2 separate regions of the Mus musculus genome follow, and region 1 is linked to region 2. The links are chromatin contacts, called in public HiChIP or PLAC-seq maps. All regions are on one chromosome and are shown on one strand. Each heading gives the region's core, a stretch centred on a gene start, on an enhancer-like site or on the middle of the called end of the contact. The rest is flanking DNA. Distances are from core to core; before and after follow the strand shown. Region 1 holds the start of Fgf14 (fibroblast growth factor 14). Region 2 holds the start of Itgbl1 (integrin, beta-like 1).

The links. HiChIP or PLAC-seq counts read pairs in DNA pulled down with a chosen protein or histone mark.
Region 1: an H3K4me3 HiChIP or PLAC-seq map of embryonic forebrain shows a contact between it and region 2, with 3 times the contacts expected there. The contact joins the promoter of Fgf14 here to the promoter of Itgbl1 in region 2. A contact is called at or near these places in 3 of 39 promoter capture datasets (hippocampal neurons, pre-B cells and stem cell-derived epiblast-like cells) and 2 of 115 datasets of contacts at active chromatin or transcription factors (astrocytes and embryonic forebrain).

What each region holds. Positions count from the first base shown.
Region 1 is chr14:124,675,730-124,678,624 of GRCm38.p6, reverse strand. It overlaps Fgf14 (fibroblast growth factor 14), which reads left to right and starts at 1,498. Exons shown (of 5, transcript NM_207667.3): 1 at 1,498-2,115. The coding sequence starts at 1,908.
Region 2 is chr14:123,658,790-123,661,489 of GRCm38.p6, reverse strand. It overlaps Itgbl1 (integrin, beta-like 1), which reads right to left and starts at 1,350. Exons shown (of 11, transcript NM_145467.2): 1 at 1,084-1,350; 2 at 1-199. The coding sequence starts at 1,181.

The DNA of each region.
Region 1 (2,895 bases), core at 249-2,748, 1.0 Mb before region 2:
CTGGAATTTCTAAGCTAACAGCTAAAGATAGGGTTAACTTTTAAATTATAGTTTAATGCATAACTTTAACATACTTAAAGGAGAGTGAGAGTGGTCAGTTTCTCTAGTCCTAGATTCTCAGCTCAAACATAGAAATTGGCACCAACTCTTATATTCTTAGTAAGAACACTGCTGTTTGTCATATTGTTCTTTGTATTAGTCTGTACTGCCTTGTACACAATACTGTCTGCTCCTTAAACAAAACAAAACAAAGCAAAACAAAACAAAACAAAAACAAAACACCCCAGCAGATCTGCCCCAAATCCTTAGATTTTCTGTATACATACAATACTGAATTAGATTGTACCCATTTTGTTGGGAGATACTGTAGTCTGTGTGATAGGAATAGAGAACTGTAAAGAGTGAGTTTGATGCCGATTAAATTAGCAGCCAGAAATAAGCCACTGGTTAGATCATGAGCTAATCAGAATACTTTCTGTCCAGAAAAGTATTTCAAGGGAATGGACTGTCTAGAAAAGGCATAAATATTGTCCTGTACAAACGACACTCCCCACTAATATGCTTTTCCATCCAGAATTTGGTGCTTGTCCTTTTACCAGACTTTCTAAAAATGTGTATTTGCCATCAACCTGGTTTATATTTTTCCATGAGCATGGTAAGTTAGAGTCACATTCTAAAAAATAAAGGTACCTGAGTTTTCCTTAATATCTAAGAAGAGTTCATGCTACTTTGGAAGATGGAGAGTGGAGTTGGTTTTGTCTGTGTGCAATGGCATTAAACTCCTCCTTTATATATTTTCTAAGGTTTACTCATTATAATTGTTAATTGTAATTTTAAAATTCGCTTTTAGCAGAAGGCGATGAGGCTAGCTCTGAGAGCCAGCAGCAGGCCTATGAGCTGGGAGAGAAGGAAGAGGGTCTCTGGGGTTGGGCTGGAGCAGGGCTGGGGTTGGTGGAGGGGAGCGCTTCAGAGGGGTGGCACACACTGCAGTGACAGTCCCTCCCAGGGCTGGTTGAGGCACCTCACTGGTGACGGGTCTGAAAGCACGTGGCTACGTCATGGAAAGCCAGTCTTTTCAATGCAAACTTCAACTCCTCCTCCTCCCTCTAATGCCTGTAACTCACAGCCGAGGCTGGGCGAGGAATCTGGAGGGGAGATTTTCCTCATGCTTACGGTGGCTGGAGACTGGAAGGAAGAGTGTAGGGAAGGAGGAAGGAGATTTGTGGCGCTTTCTACCTACTACGAGACTGAAAAGGGGAGGGGGCACCTACATTACATCTTCTCTTCGTGACTGAGAACTGCAGGTTCAGTCCGATCCTACGGAGCTCTGGCGATTGCTTGTTTAAAAAAAAAAAAAGAAAGAAAGAAAGAAAGAAAAAATTGACCGCGGGAGAAGGAAGGCTCAATCTTTGGCAGCCAGACTCGTCTTGGAGGTTGTATTGGTGTGAGAGTGTGTGTGGTGGTGGTTCATTTTTTTCTTTCTTTTTTTTCTTTCTTTTTTTTTTTCTTTTTCTCTTTTTTCTTTTTTTTTCCCCCCTTCTCTCCTAGGGGCTACACAATGGCAGTCTTCTCTCGCTAAGATGAATCCGGCTTGCCTTCTGCAGATCCGCCCATCTTCAGTTCCATTTAGTAAAAGGCTATGATTTTCTCTTTGGGGATCTTTTGTGCATTACTGTTCTCCCTGGTTAGTTCTGGTCTCGGTTGGGATTTCTTTGCTTTTTTTTGTTTGGCTTCATGTGAAAAAGGATTTTTTTCTCTCCAACCCTTTGGTCATGATCCAGTGGTGATCAAGAGGGGATAAATCATTCACCCTGGCCGACAAAAAACAATCGCTGAGAAGTCTCAAAGAGATATACCACGTGAGGGGAAAAAACTGGGAGAAGATCCGGAATATTAACGTTTTTCCTATGGTAAAACCGGTGCCCCTCTTCAGGAGAACTGATTTCAAGTTATTATTATGCAACCACAAGGGCCTCTTCTTTCTCAGGGTGTCTAAGCTGCTGGGTTGCTTTTCGCCCAAATCAATGTGGTTTCTTTGGAACATTTTCAGCAAAGGAACGCATATGCTGCAGTGTCTTTGTGGCAAGAGTCTTAAGAAAAACAAGAACCCAACTGGTAAGCAAAGCATGCATCATATTCTGTTTTTCCTGGTAATATCCGTCTGTTGCTCACGGAGCTAGGTCTGCAGTTTTGCTATGCAGGAGGCCGGGGAACATGCAAGAAACCCGGACAGTGTTGCATACAGAGGTGTTGCATGAATAAACAAGTAGCCACCGCCGGATCTGCGTCCTCCCGACCCGAAAACCGTGATCAACAGCTCTTAGCTGTGACACAATCCATCATTAGGAGGGAGGAGGAAACTTTTTTTTATCCCCCACTAAGTGAATGTCTGGTGGAATATAGAAGGGCTTATGGCTATGGCTGTGCCAGGAAAAAGAGCCAAGAGCTTGCCTTACTTCTGCTCCTCTGGGGACATAGCTTTAGACTTTCTGATTAGCTTGCACAATATTCGCCACCCCATCACCTTTAGCAAAGTAAAAGCGCCCCCCTCCCTCACGGCCTGGATCCTCCGTCAGCCCCCGCCTCCCTCCCCCGTCTAGTTCTGGGTGCTATTAACTCATTCCCTAGTCTGCCTCTGACACATCCAGCCTGAGAACACTGAACACGGGAGCAGGGCTTGTGCCTAGGGGAACCAGGACCCAGAGGACAAGCTCAGTCTCTCTAGTATATGACATTTAAGTCCCTTCTTTTAAAAACCAGCGTGGAAACCTTACGTGTGGGTCCCACACTATGTGTGTGTGGACGAACAGAGAGGGTCCTTGCCTTATGCCTCCTGGCGATCATGCGCCCTATTCCAAAGGGCTCCAACCAGGGAAACTTGCAGTATATTACATA
Region 2 (2,700 bases), core at 101-2,600:
GTAGGTCTCGCATATCCACTCATGGCACTCACACAGTGGACCGAAGTAGGTGCCAGGTTCGGTCACGTGACAGATGCAGACCCCACACTCGCACCGGCCACGGTCATGGCACAGAGCGCTCCCTGGGGGCTGCCCAGGTGCACGACATCTGCGTTCGGACTCTGCCCGGGACAGCCTGCAGGGGGCGCCCGACAGGCTTCTGCAGGAGATAAGAAAGGCCACAGCTAGGCCACAGTCAGACACAGACCCCGCCCCTTCTACTCCCAGCCCACACTCGGTGGAGAAGAGGCCTGCAGCCTCATTTCTCTGTGGGCCAAGCAAGCCTCTGAAAGGTTGTTTTAAACACGACTAAAAATAGCACCTTCCAGTAGACAGAGGCGACGGCCTCTTGCTCCTTGGCGGATTGCCACTGAATCTTAAATGCACATTTTGATTAAATGCAAATTAGTCTGAAGTATGATCCTTGGCTGGCTTTTTGTTCTTTCTCTTTAAAAAGCGCTCATTGCTATCTAATAGCTAGAGGGAGATTACTTGGTAAAAATAAAGAGAGGAATGTATAGAAAAAGTTTAATGTATCATACATATGGTAGGAAGTAATGCTTTTAAATTATACTTGAAGCAGACATTAAGTAGTCTATGTTTTAAAAGTTGGAATGGAACTTGTTGCCTTTTTCAAAATGCAATGCAAGGTGTGACAGGGCCATCAAGCGGGTGCTATATTAAAAAGTGGAAAGAAGACTGCCTTACAGGCTATGGGATCAGACAAGTGTGCATAAGTACATCTTTGACTTGAGGTAAGTAAAAGTAACGACAAAAACAAAAAAACCCTAACATGTATTTGCAGGGGGAGAAATGATATCCGCTTTATTCAATGAGTAATTTTCCAAAGGAAAAGTGAATGAACAGATTATGAAGCAACATTAAAGTTAGATATAAGGAAAGAAAAGGCAGAACAGGTTGAAAACTGTTAATCTAACGTCCCACTTAGTAACTGCTCTTGGCTTGTGACAGTCATCTGTAAGCTTGAATTCTGCTACCCACGGCAGGGCAGGTGTGTCTCAAACAACAATAAACCAAACTTACCTCAGAGATGGTAAGAAGCTTTGAGGAGCAGCTGACAGCCCAATGAAGAGAAGGGAGGACACCAGCAACAAGAAGTTCCTGAAGCCTGGAGGATGCATGCTGAGCTCTGCAGGAGGGAGGGCAGACCAGCTGCACTGCTGCTAGGTGGGGCTTCCACCCGAGGCAGCAGGAGGAAGTGTCACCAGCAGATGTCCAGGCAGAAGGACTTGGGATAGCGGAGCTCACAGGTTCTGGGCTCCTCCTGGAAGCTCAGTTGCCTGCGAAGACTTGGGCAGTGGATCCGCTTTGGGCGGGGTGCGGGTGCCAAACTCCTCCAGTGGAGAGTCTAGGCAGGGAAGTAATTAGAAACAGTTGTACAAGCAGATGGTTTATTTTGACATTTTAAAAAAGTGTCCTGTTCACAGATTTGAGAAAATCTTGTCTTTCTTCAAGTACAGGCCCCCGAAATATTTAACAAGAGGATATTTGGACTGGCTGATTGGAAAGGCACCGTTAAAATAATTCCTGAATTGTGAAAAGGAAGGGGAGGGCTATGGTAAACACGGAAAGGAATCGCCTCCACCAGCAGTATTAAAAGAAGCCCCATTGGCGGCTTGAGAGATGCAAATGAACAAAGCTGGCAATCACAACTTTGTATTTATTAAGCTTTGTCTTTAACCATGGGTATTTTATTCCCTAAATGTCTAAAAGGTGTATTTTTTTCTTCCAGTTATTCAGGCCAGTTTCTTATCGCAGCCACATTTTTTTTTCTTGACTTGGACAGTCCAAATTAAAGTTGTTCCAAATCCACGCTATTCTTTCCTGTGATTTCAGTAGGCAGAAACAAAATAAAATATATGTTTAAAGTGTGATTTGCACTAAAAAAAAAAAAAAATAAATCAGCAGTGTTTTTTAGTCACCTACTCAGCGCCAGCCTCTGATATTAATTCTGATTGTGAGAATGATCACACATTGTTTTGCTAATTACACTTCTATCAGGCACCAGACTCTGTGCCAGATGGAAGAGGCATACAAAGGACAAAGGGGACATCTTCCTTTTCAGGAAGGCAGAGGACTGGTAAACTGTCAATCAAAACAAAAACACCAATTCCAGAGGACCAGGGATTGCAATGGAAAATTACTTCCTGATTAGATGCAGGTAACAATCACAACTAAGAAGGGAGGAGCTGAGCTGAAAGGCTAAAGAAGGAAGATTTAACCTCGATGATAAATGTGGGGGTGGAAGAGAAAAGAGATGCAATTTTATTTTATCGCTACTTTAAAGATAAAACCTGAGATCAAAGATATGAACTGATGATTCACTGGGACTCATGTAGGACCTCAGCGTTCACTCAGAGTCACCCACACCGTATGGCCATCTGGGAGAGTGTGCAGATGGAGGAAAGTCTTGAAGAACACTTTATATGTAAAGGCGTCTTCTGATGTTGATGATCCCTGGAATCAATGTATAGGACACATGGCTTTGTAAGCTTTCAAGTTAGACACAAGCTCCTGCAGGGAAGAATTTCCTCTGGCATTTCCGAAAGTGGATAAAGGTACAATACATCCCAATACTGGCTGCTAGAGCAAGCAGGAACAGAAGTGCCCTTGACCACGTTTGTGTTTCTCTCTTTGCTT